Linked DNA regions of Mus musculus: all the other regions are linked to region 3. Evidence: chromatin contacts called from public promoter capture Hi-C data. All regions are on one chromosome and are shown on one strand. The core of a region is the stretch at or near the end of the contact, and the rest is flanking DNA. Distances in the headings are between cores, read along the strand shown.

What was found. Promoter capture Hi-C pulls out the DNA fragments that hold promoters and counts their contacts. Capture Hi-C pulls out chosen DNA fragments and counts their contacts.
Region 1: a promoter capture Hi-C map of adipose tissue shows a contact between it and region 3. The contact joins the promoter of Tdrkh here to the promoter of S100a10 in region 3. A contact is called at or near these places in 3 of 39 promoter capture datasets (cranial neural crest, maxillary cranial neural crest and pre-B cells) and 1 of 9 other capture datasets (adipose tissue).
Region 2: a promoter capture Hi-C map of embryonic stem cells shows a contact between it and region 3, with 5 read pairs. The contact joins the promoter of Crct1 here to the promoter of S100a10 in region 3. A contact is called at or near these places in 2 of 39 promoter capture datasets (cranial neural crest and embryonic stem cells) and 1 of 484 Hi-C or Micro-C datasets (cortical neurons).

Annotation. Positions count from the first base shown.
Region 1 is chr3:94,410,754-94,414,764 of GRCm38.p6, forward strand. Tdrkh (tudor and KH domain containing protein) reads left to right here and starts at 2,491. Exons shown (of 14, transcript NM_001357711.1): 1 at 2,491-2,609. 1700040D17Rik (RIKEN cDNA 1700040D17 gene) reads right to left here and starts at 2,202. Exons shown (of 2, transcript NR_152121.1): 1 at 1,941-2,202.
Region 2 is chr3:93,013,028-93,017,193 of GRCm38.p6, forward strand. It overlaps Crct1 (cysteine-rich C-terminal 1), which reads right to left and starts at 2,659. Exons shown (of 2, transcript NM_028798.3): 1 at 2,589-2,659; 2 at 1,178-1,823. The coding sequence starts at 1,801. The coding sequence ends at 1,493.
Region 3 is chr3:93,553,760-93,557,693 of GRCm38.p6, forward strand. It overlaps S100a10 (S100 calcium binding protein A10 (calpactin)), which reads left to right and starts at 1,358. Exons shown (of 3, transcript NM_009112.2): 1 at 1,358-1,452.

The sequences.
Region 1 (4,011 bases), core at 1,241-3,740, 860 kb after region 3:
GGCTGTATAGAACTCACTCTGTAGACCAGGCTAGCCTCGAATTCAAAGATTACCTACCTCTGCCGTCTGAATGTTGTGATCAAAGGTGTGCACCATTATTTACCAGCCTGGTTGGTTAGTTGGCTGGTTTGCTTGTTTTTAAGGTGGAAAATGATTGAGGAAGGTGTCTGTGTTCAATGTTTGATCTCTAGCTTCACACACACACACACACACACACAATGCTCTTGTACAGCAAAACCATAAACAAAGTTTGAAATTACATAGAATAGAGGCTGGAAAGATTGCTTACCAGTTAAGACACTGGCTACTATTCTCTAGAGGACTCTGGTTCAGTTCCCAGCACTCACATGACAGCTCACAACCACTTGTCACTCCAGTTCCAGTGGATCCAAGCCTCTGTAGGCACCAGGCACACACATGGTGCACATATATGCATGCGGGCAAAATACTCATAAAAATAAGATTTAAATAAAAATGGAAAACAGAGTAAACTTGAAAGAGAGGGAAGTGCTTACTTCTAACATATGTACAATGAATAACTATTAGGATTTAGTAAGTAGTAAAATATTAACAAAGCATGTAAACAACTTGCATAAAGTACAACTTAAACACATTACATGCAGCCTTACTTACAATAAATGAAATGAAAATCAAAGTTGCAATAACATGTTAATTTCTATTATTGGGTTGTCCAAAAAAAAAAAATCAGGCTGTGTGACAACATATGGTGTCAGTATGCTATCATACAGGTCCTTTTCATGCATGCCTGGTAGGTGCAAAACTTTTTAAACTTCTGTGGAAGGCAATCTGGCAATACTAAATCAAAGCCTTTTCAAATATTGTTAACTGAATAAAAACTGGAAAAAATGTTTGTGGGAAAATCTTTGCAAAGCTGTGTACATTCAAATGAAATAACAAGGCACAATTCTTTGAGCTAATGTTTGTATTCGTTAAGTAGTTACCATGGGGATAGTCATTTAAAAGCAAAATTAATCTGAGCATGGTGATACATGCCCAGGTGCATCTCTAAGTTTGATTCCAGCCTCATCTACAAAGAGAGACCCTGTCTCAAAACAACAAAACAAAACTGGTCCACCCAAAGAGTTCCAAGCCATCCACGACTATATAGAGATACTGTGTCTTATAAGTAAAAAAAAAAAAAAATTAAAGTGCAAAGTGAAGTATGCTTAAAAGTAAACATGTTAAAAGTTCTGGTTAAATACATCTTCTATATCCCTGTCATATCTTGAGATTTAACTAAGAGTCAGAAAGGTAGTTGCTTTGAAACACTAACATATATAAAAAGGAAGTTATAAAATTATATCTATAGCATGTTTTCAGCTGTGCAAAAATACATTTACGTGTATTTTAAGTGTGGGATGAAAAATTTCCCAAGAAACTGGTTGTACTGGTTGCCTCTGAAGGGACATTTTCTTCAATAACCTTTTGTTACTTGTGAATCTTCTTGAAAGTGCATGTATTATTTACCCAAATATATATTTTGGATGACTAGAAGGCGAGCATGTTTGCAAGCCCAGCTACTCAAGAGCCTAAGGGAACAAAATTTGAGAACAGCCTGGACAACATAGCAACATATAACAGTAGTAGTGGTAATAATAATAATAATAGGAAATTGACCCAAAGACATCTGGGTCAGACACAATGCTAGCTATGTTCACTCAACAAATGTTTAATGAGTATTCATCATGTGCCAGCACAAAACATCTCCTGGAGACTCGGAGCGACTGTGCCCTCGCCTCAAAGTGAAGGTGGTAGCAGGGCCAACCGTTCCTAACGGTTCGGGAACGACCCAGACGGCGGCTGGAATTCAGTTTTTCAAGCAAACCGCTGCCTGCCAAATCCTCCCCCTTCCACAGGTCCACGGCCCCGGGGCAAGGCAGGGGGCCCCTGCTGGCGCGCTCCTCCCATAGCTGCCTTACCCAGGTGGTGGCCACGGTGACTTTCGGTCCACGTGGCGTGTGCAGCGCCCGCCCCCATTTCACTCCTTTAACATAGTTGCTTTCCTGTCCCCTGGCTAAGATGGGGGTAGGGGGTCCATCCAGGCAGAAATTCTTAACAGATAAAGTGGCGCCGCAATCAGGAGGTGGCTTCCCCCAAGGCCGCTGGCCGCGGAATGACTCCGTAGGCCTCGGGACACCCACGAGTGACCCAATCCCCCGACCCTCGGAGCGCCAAAGTCCCTCGCGGCTTAAAGCAGCACAACCTCCTAGAGGAGGACCGAGGACTCCAGAAGCCTCTAATTGGCTGTTTAATTCTCAGCAGGTGCGAGCTCCATTAAAAGCATCGGCTTCCCCGGGCTCTAACTGGCTGTGGACGTGGGCGGGCTTGGATTTTCATCCGGGTAATTGGACTTGAGCGCGCACCAGCCACGTCGCTCACGGCAGTCCGCAGAAGGATTGGCTGCGGCGGAGGAGCGCGATTGGTCAGACTTCAAAGTGAGCGTTGATTGGTGAGGATGCGCTGCGGGGGCGGAACAAGCGGCTGCTGAAAAGCGACCCGCTAGGCGGCTGCGCTGAGGGAGCGACAGGGCGGCGGCGGCGGGGGTGAGGTGCGAGGCGAAGCGCAGAGCGCGCAACTCTGGAGGAGCGGTAAAGGCAGGGCGCGAGAGGGAAGTTTGGGGTGTGGGAGAAGCAGAGCGGTAGGGACCCTGGCAATTGGAAGACCGAAGCGCGGGACTGAGGGTCGGGAGGCGTGGGACACTTGGGGGCTAGGAGTGAGGCCCTCGCGGATCACCGCGTGGGGCAGCTGTGCTGGGAGCTAATAACCAGACTCAGATCAGGGGCTCTGGGCCGGGGAGCTAGGCCCCCAGGATTGATAGGACGTTCACCACAACTCAGCACTCCTAAGCCGGCTCTCTTTGAAACGAGGGACCTTTTATTAATTTGCCTTTTACCTTCCTCAACTTAGTCCAGTGACTGTTTGTAGCTGCAGGGTGTTTTGTTGCAAGGTGTTTTGTTTTCTTTTAGTGGCGGAGCCTGTGACAGTCAGCTGGTTTTGAACTCAAAATCCTCCAGCCCTTGCCTCTGAAGTGGTGGAAGTACAGTACAGGCCAGCACCAGAACGCTCTAGATTGGATTGATTGTCTATCAATCTTCCTTTCTCAAATTTACTTGTAATATCTGGTTAGATTTGCCTGTTGGTTGGTTGGTTGGTTTTTGTTTTTGTTTTTGTTTTTTTAAGGTTTATATATTTTATATATGTGAGTGCATCGCTGCTGTCTTCAGACACACCAGAAGAGGGCGTCAGATCCCATTACAGATGGTTGTGAGCCACCATGTGGTTGCTGGGAGTTGAACTCAGAACCTCTGGTAGAGCAGTCAGTGCTCTTAACCGCTTAGCCATCTCTCCAGCTGATTGGTTGGTTTTTGAGACATCTCTTGTAGTTAACCCAGACTGGTCAAGAACTTGTCCTGTAGCCATCCTTAAACTGCTGATCCTTCTACCTCCACCTTTCAGGTACTGGTATTTGGGAGATTGGACACCTGGCTTCCTTACCATCACCACTCCCAAACAGGATTTCATGTCACCCACAGTGGCCTTGTACTTGTTATGAATGAATTTAGGCTCTAGTTCTTTCTGTCTCCACCTCCTCTCTGTTGGGGTTATATGCATGTGTTGTCACACCAGGCTCAGACCGCTTTGGTGTTTTAAGTAAAATCCTGGTTGGTTTGCCTGATTTGAGTTCACTAGCCTATCCCTTATGATATTATCCCTTAGTAACACACTTAGCACAAATTTACTTGTAATATCTGGTTAGATTTGCCTGTTGGTTCAAATGGATATCACCCAGCAAACCTGTCCTCGTCACAGGCATTTACCCTGTGACATATACTCCGTCCACAAAAATCAGTGTTTTCTGGCATACCATCTACCAGGTGTCCCATTCAGAAACTTTATAACTAACTCCTTTACTTTGCCCTCTACCTTACCATAAATCAATTGCTAGGTCTTCAGTATTTGTACTACCAATTCATGCTCTGGTTTTTCTAT
Region 2 (4,166 bases), core at 1,409-3,908, 540 kb before region 3:
AATCACTGATGCAAAGCAGTCAAGCTGCAATTTTCTAAGAGCTCGGGTGTGTCCATAGAAGCCCAAGTGCCCCTTCTTTCAGGAAGTGGTGGTTTCCAGGATTGCAGTAGAGTGGATTCAGTGGCCCTGAGTGGATTCCGTGGACTTCAATGCCTGTAGATCTCAGTTTAAGTCTTAGCCCCATGATTCACCATCAGAGGCCTAGGACACTCACTGCCTGTGAAACTTGGCACAGATACCCCAATCCACTCACACTTTTAAAACTAGGAAAATCAAAACCTATTCTTGAGATTATTAAAATTAAATGAATATACATACATACATTCTGTGCTATACCTTGTGTCTGGAACAAAATTAATATTCAACAAATGTTAGCTAGTTTTGTCCTATTTTTTTTATCATTATTATACAATCTCTTCTGAAGCTAAAAGACATGAGGGAGGCTAAGAGGTCTTACCTAACCTTAACAGTAAACTCTATGCTTACAAAGACTTCTATTCTAGTACAGTTTGTTCCAACTGCCACAAACAGAGGAGTCCTGTGGTTCCTGGTCATGCCTCAGCTTCATAGATCAGACATAAAAGATGGTGAGTTCCAGGCTCCTGGTAAGCATAGAAAATTTTCTCATCCAGCAAGCAAAAGTCAATTGTTTTCCACCAGAAAAAGAAAAATGAGAAAAGGATAGGGAAGGGGGGGGGGAGAAGTAGAAAAGAAGGGAGGAAAAGAAAAGAGGAACGAAGAGAAAACATTCAACAGAACTGAATTCAAATTCCTAAACTTGCCATTTCAAACCAGACTCCCTCGGTTGTCTGGGCCTGGGGACTGGGCAAGGCTTGCTCTAGGAGGAACTCCGAGTTTCCAAATCACTTCGAGTAGACCAAGCTAAGCACACCAATTAACAAAATGATCTCCGGAATCTTGCAGTCATCTCCATCTTGCAGGCATAGAAGTGACTCTGAGCTTAACGTTAGTTTCCCTTCTGTAAAATGGACGCAGCAGCAGCCACCACAGTGAGTCATTACACAAAGTAGATGAGACTGCCTACCCCAAATCCTGAGAACTCGCAGAGAGTTAATGTGTTTGTTCTCCTTCAGGCATGAGCCTTTGAGGGGTAGGTAGTATAAAATAAGAAAACTGAAGGCACGGATGGAGGAATAAATAGGAAAAGAAGCGTTCATAGGAGGTAGAAGCTTTATTATTATGTCTCCAGGCGACAATCAAATCAGGAGGCCTGTTTTGAACACTGCTGTGCACAACCTCCTGCCCATAGCGTGATCTGAAGTCCCACCCCTGACTTGTATCCCCTGGGAGGAAAATCAACGTTAGAGGACAGGTCTAAGAACAGGGTGAAGTTTCTGAACATCAAAGTGCAGTTAGCTTAAGGGAAACCAAACTCCTAGGCCGGTCCTTCCTGTTACTACTATGGAGGACTGGGTGAGAGCAGCAAAGACGCTGTGCGATGCCAGCTGTTCCGGAGAAGCTCTGTAGGCTTTCAGCAGCCACCGGAGCAGCAGCCTGAACTCTGATTGTTGCAGGAGCGTTGAGACCTTTGGCTTCCTCCGCAGCAGCAGCCGCAGCCGCCAGAGCGCTGTCGGCGGCGTCTCCTGGGAAAGCAGCAGCAGCCGGTGGAACTGGAGCCGCAGCAGCCAGAGTCACCACCGCAGCCGCCCCCGCAGCCCCTGCAGCAGCCTCCGCCACAGCAAGAGGAGGAGGAGGACGCGGGGGCAGGAGTCGGGGCGGGGCAGGGGGCGGAACTCTGGGAAGACCCTTTGGAAAAGCCTTTGGCGCCCTGTTGAGACATCTCGGCGTTTGTCAAGATGAATCTGAAAGAAAGACAATCTTTTTTAAAACCCCGCCTTTTCTTCCCTATAGTGGAACACAGAACTTTAAGTATTTGCCTTAGAGAAAAGTCTGTCTGGCTTTGGGACAAGAGGAATAAAAGAAAGAAAGAAAAAGAAGGGAAACAAAGAAACAAACTCAAACAGGAGCTTCCAGTGGTGGAGGCACAAAGCAGGAAACAGAATTTGAAAAGGATCAGTGCAGTCTCCCTGACTGACATTAGGACCATCCAAGAGCTCCATGATGGAAAATAAAGAGCATACGGCTGCAATTTATCTATATGACTCAATCAAAAATCTCTTGGCTTCAGCCTTTTCCTAACTGTACTTTGACCACGCAGCTCTTTCAAGTGGTAATCTCAGTTAATATCGTATAAGCATCACATCGGTCAGAAAACACACAAGTATTACCTGTGTCCCTCTGTCTTGGGTATAGAGAATTCGAAAACACAAAAGCGTGCTCTGCACCTTCTTTCTTGCCTGTCCTTCACATTATAAGGAAAAGGCAGAGAATAGGAATAACTTAACCAGGGAACCTAAAGACCCGGGTTACTCAAAGCTCTTTACAGTCTGGAAAACCTTTCAAAGGTCAGCGCCATGCCAAGCCTTTGCATCTTCATAGGCAACACAAAAGGCTGGCTCACTGGAAGCCAGATTCCAACAGCTACATTCTGGCTGCATCCTACTTCCTCCTTTCTGTCTTCCATTCTCCCCAGCTTCCTCCCCCAGACACCCCGCTTAGATACTTACTAGACCTTGGCTCCACAGGAAGACTCACTCAGTTCTCCAACTGGAACTTGACACCTGCTAGGCAGAAGACTGAACAGTGTATGGCCAGAGAAGCTTTTATAAGATTCCAACAAGTCCAGGTCCTTGGGAGGAGCCCATTTCTCAACAGACATGCTCAGCTGACACTTACATCCCAGAAGCATTCATCACTCAGATAGCACTGTAGGTGGTGCACGTGGACAACCAAGTCACTTCACAGAGGTGCCAGGATTGCTGTGGTGTGTTTACTTTTCAAACCGGATACTGTTCATAGCTGGGAGGGCTGTATGTGCTTAGAGAAGGCCTGGGGGGGGGGGGTCAAATGAGGAGAGGTCCGGGGTTCTCTCTTAAACACTGTATACACACACACAGCAGGAGGGGAGGAGAACACCTGCACTGTTCTACTTTCTCACACTTATTCATGTATAGCTATCTCCTTATCATTTATTGTCTTATTTGCATCTCTATGGCCCTTGGTTCTTGTCTTTCATAGCAGGCTGCAGGCTATGTGATGAACCCTCTGGCTTTTATCCAGATGCTTCTAGAGAGCACTGAAGGAAGATGATGGTGGGGATGGAAATCACAACGGTGGTTTCTTCCTGTCACCATTAACAGGAAGAATAGCCCAGGCAAGGTTAAGGGACCAATAAGACCAAAAGAAGTCACTTGACCATATTCCCATTATGTAACCCTGATGGATCGCAGACAAAAATGGTTGAGGAGTATAGGCCTATTGGAAAATAGTAAGCTGGTTAGCCTATGGAGCTCCTGTTTCTGATATCATCTCCTTAAGGATAGATTGTCCCTAGAACTACTGACAAATAGGAAAAAGACAAAATAAAACAAAACAAAATGAAAAGGATAAAATAAAAGAGCAAAGAAGAAAAAGGAGGAAAATAAAAGGGGGAACGGCCTGAAAGTTCCCATAGTAATTGTTGCGTTTCGATTAGCTGATTTATAAAACTGGAGGAAACTTTGGAGGTCAACTGCCTCTGATTCAATCATTGGAACTACCTGGTCACACCAACCATGAGTATGAGACATAAGAGAATCTAAGATTAAGAATTCAGGGATTAAGAGTGAGATAGGTTTTGGGGTGCATTGCTGGGTGTGGCATGAGGAAACAGACAAGGAAAGACAAGTCATAGAAGATACCCATTTCATTTACCATGGCTTTAGAGCCTGATTAACAGGTTGCTTACTGAACCAGAGCACCTGGCAAGAAGAGGTAAGACATTCCAAGAAGAGAGATCAATGTTAGAAAAGAGAAGGAAGTAATGAAGTACTAAGTTAGATGTGGGTTCTCCTCTGGAAAATTATGCAAAAGGTGAAGAAAACCAGGGTGATAGGAATCATTATGGAGAGATCAAGTAGATACTCACTGTATGGACTCCTTACCCCAACTTTATGCATCACTGTTAACTCTTATCAACCGAGGAGCTAACTGCTTATCTTGTATAGAAAGGCAGACTTGCAGTTATCTATTCTATCATAAATATTTTTAGTATCTCCTGAGGAAGCCATCCCAACCCTAAAGGAATATTACATGAACATCCAAAC
Region 3 (3,934 bases), core at 108-2,607:
TATGGGGCCTTAGAAGCCCCTGTCCAACATTCTTGTACTGCTCATCAACCATAGGGAATTGTTTACAATATCTTCAGAAACCTCGGCGCTCTTTGAAAGAAGAAACTGATTCCCCATCTCTGAATCAACAGGCTCTAGCACAAACTAAACATTCTAAGGCTCATGCCCCAGAAAACCAGTGAGTAGGAGTATTCTAAATTCGATCACATTTTCCCTGAGATTTCCTCCACAGCTGCGACGACCTGGGGAGGCCTGTGGGAAGATTTGGAAGGAAAAACTGCTTTTGAAGAGCCAGAACTGAGGTTTCAGAGACCCTGGAGAAAACAGAGCTGATCCAAGTTGGATTTTCCTGACCTCTGCCGAGACTGTCACGTGGTGGCGCATAGAGAATTCCCTAATTCTGTTTATCCCTTTGGAATCTCTCATCCTTTCTAGGACTTCCCCTGGGAACAGGGGAAACCCCAGTGCTAGGGACTGGGCTGTGTCACCAATAACTGCATTTAATCCCAAACCACAAATAATGTTAAGTATCAGGGAAGGGTGTGGTTGTCAGTTAGGATACACTTCAGTCGTCTCTAAATATCTTCCAGAAGTTTCTTCCAAAGAGCTTTTTAGAGCCAAGTAGAGTCAAGAAGGGGGCTCCGAAACAGATCTTAGTAATATTGGCCACAGCTGAAACTATCGACCAAGCAAAATCACAAACTGTACCAGGAAAGGTGAACCCTGTAACAAAGAAGCTCCTGAAGCTGACAAGCACTAGGACACGCCCTGATCCTCACCACTCAGTGGTGGCAAGGCTAGGCTGAAGCCCAGGGGCCTTGCTTCTGCACTCAACACAGGCGACCCCAAGACCAGGTCCTAGAGCAAGCTAGGTGTAGAAGCGTTCCTCCTGCTTATCTAGGAAATTATTCCTAACCCTGCAGGTTCTCGCAGAGGCTCTTGGCTCTGGTTCTGGCCATTGTGCCTCCCGAGACGGCTGGATTCTTATTTCTACACTCACCCACTTTCTAAAATCAAACCTGAGAGGAAGGGCACGGCCCTGGATGAGAATGCCCTGAAATACTAAGAGCATTCTTCCGCAGGGACGTTTACAATAGGGCTGTCCCTGGGGACGGGCAAAGTTAGTCTGTTGGCAGAGTGGGAAGGGTGTGTGTGTGCGTGTGTGTTGCCTTGTGTTTTGGAGAGAGAAGGAGAGAGAGAGAGAGAGAGAGAGAGAGAGAGAGAGAGAGAGAGAGAGAGAGAGAGAGAGAGAGAGAGCGCTGGTGGGGCGGGGTGGGGGGCAGGAAGGGAGGGATGGGTGGGGAGGGCAGATGCCTGCCCTCCAGGCTCCTCCCGCTCCGGGGCGCCTCCGCCCTCTGTACCCGCCTCGCGTACAAAGACGCGCGGTCTTCGGCACTAGCCTCATCGTGGTGTGCCCAGCTCTTCCAAGGACTGCTGCGCTTCGGGGCCCAGGTGAGTCCCGCACCTAATATCTGCCCTCTGGGAACCCCACACCCGCTTGCTTCGGCCTCCAGCCAGGCTTCGCGAGGAGCCGCGCCCCGCGAGCCTGGGTGGGGCCACCCCTCCAGCTCGCACACTGCTTCGGATGCCCCCAGACTCGCTGGGGCGGAGGCCAGTCTTGTCTGGAGCTACCCCATCCTGGCGTTGGAGCCGCTGTTCTGTTCTCCTTTTCGGCATGTGGTTCTTCATTCTCATCTTTTCTACTTTGCAACTAGTCTTAGAGTTAACTGGAGTTTAGCAGAACCTGCTTGCGCTCTGTCCTAGTTGGCAGTTCCATGAAGCTTCAGGCTACAGGCAGAGCTCAGGCTGTTTGAGCCGCTTTGGCCAGGGAGGACTGGAGGCTTGGCAGCTGGAGGATTCCCTTTCTGAAGGACCCTGCTCTGCTTGTTGCCTTAGCCTCAGTGCAAATTCCAGGTTGCTTCGGAAGGATCTTTAAAGTAGGACTTTCTGTCTCTCTACCAAGTGTTCCTCTAGCTACTCGGATTAAATAAAGGGAACCAGAGAGAGATGGAACGAGAGAGCAGGCTTGGTGAAGAATCTTCAGTCTGGGATTAATTTTCATGTGGTGCAGTGAGAGGGACGTACCTGCTTCACGGCCTGAGCTTGGCAACAGGAATGACTGACCTCTTTCCTAGCCCTGCCTGGGAGGACTCTGGAGAAATTGCTGAGTGGGTGGCAAGCAAAACAGAAATGTGACAGACCAGCAGAGCCCGGATCCACATTCTGAAATCCACAGGACCCACCTCCCTCATTTTCCTACCCCCACCCCCCACCCCAGGAAAGCCAGACACATTCTGCAGGGTGGGGCTAGCACAAAGGGTTCCTGGATTCTCCTAGTGATCTGTGGCCTGTGACTCAGCTGTGAGACCTTGGGTGTGGCCTAGCTGGTTGCTGATTCTCTGTGGATGGTTTGAACAGATCGCTCCCTGAAGGAAAAGAGGAACTGTGCCATCTTCCAGGGCATTTTCCAAGAGGAAATGAGTCACAACTAACTGGCCACCAACCTGCAGGAGGGGTTTCTTGTCTGAGCTGCCTGGAAGGGCAGTAATTAGACTGGCAGAACCATTCCAAGTCTGTCTCTCTCCCCCCCGCCCCCCCCATTCCCCAAGCTTCAGTTTCAGCTTCCAGGAGTGGATTTTTGCATGTTATACTTCAAATTAGGTAGAAACTCTCTGTCAGAGAGCTTGCCTTCGGTGTGTTTCAGCAAATTGCAAACGATAATGCCCGACGTTGGAGCAGGAAGGAGGAGTTCATATAACTCCCTGAAATTTCATTTACCTTAGTCCTCCTCCCATTGCCTATGCACTGTCACTGACAGTCTAAGAGTAGTGTTGTTTGTTTGTTTGTTTGTTTGTTTGTTTGTTTTTGGTCTGCTTGGCATAGAGCAGTTATTTGGGTTCCCCTAATTTCTGAGTGATGCTGTTCCCTGGCTTTTCCTAAATACAACATCAAATGGGCCGTTGTCCTCTTATGCCTGGCCTCTGGCCAGCCTCTGAGCAGTCACCCCAATGTGGTCAGGCCCTGGGCTGGGTGGGGCTGAGGCTGGATACCTCCCTGCTTTCTACTGACAGGAGAGAGAGAGAGAGAGAGAGAGAGAGAGAGAGAGAGAGAGAGTGTGTCATGGAGTCATGTCTCCCCACCTCCCAGCAAATACATAAGTATTTGATATGCCTTGGACACATTCCATTCATTTAAGCCTAGCTAAGAGAACAATAGGATTCTTTCAGAATTATGAAATAAATTAATGCTCACAGTGCTGGGGAAAGATGGGCTCTCAGGATTCACAACTTAGGAATCACACCTCAAAAGCAAAGGGAGTAACAGGCTTGGCAGTGTGAGGGTCTAGCTCTTCAGGACCACCACCCCTGGAGGGAGGCAGGGAGGGACTGATTGACTTTTAAAGACAACTTTCAACCCTTCAACTAAATAATTCTCACTTGTCCATGTAGCTGATGTTGTTGGTTGGGTTGCTGACTCATGACAACCCCTCATGGAAAAATGGATGCTCTTGGTTGAGCTAGAGTTCTTTCTTCCTATTGAATTGCATCTGGAGCTTCCTTTAGCAGACCATGTCTGTAGTATGCAAGTTTTAGTTGGTGAGAAAGTCTGAGCTAAAATCCATTGTTTTCATTTCATTCCTACCCCAAATATACTGTAAGGGTCAGATTCAAAAATGTCCTCTGGATTCAATTAAAAAAAAAAAAAAAGGATTGGTCTTCAAATTCTCCTAAACAAAAGAACAGAAACTCTACAAACGTTTTAAAATAATGGATGTTTGTGTTCACTGACACCCTAATTAATTCTGGGTGGCTTCAAGAAAATTAAGATATGGAAAAAATACAGATGAACAAAGTAAATCAGGCCTCCAGCTTCTGAGATTTGTAGCCTAGACCTGGGCATAGGTCCAGAACAGACATTTGGGATTGCTTAGGAA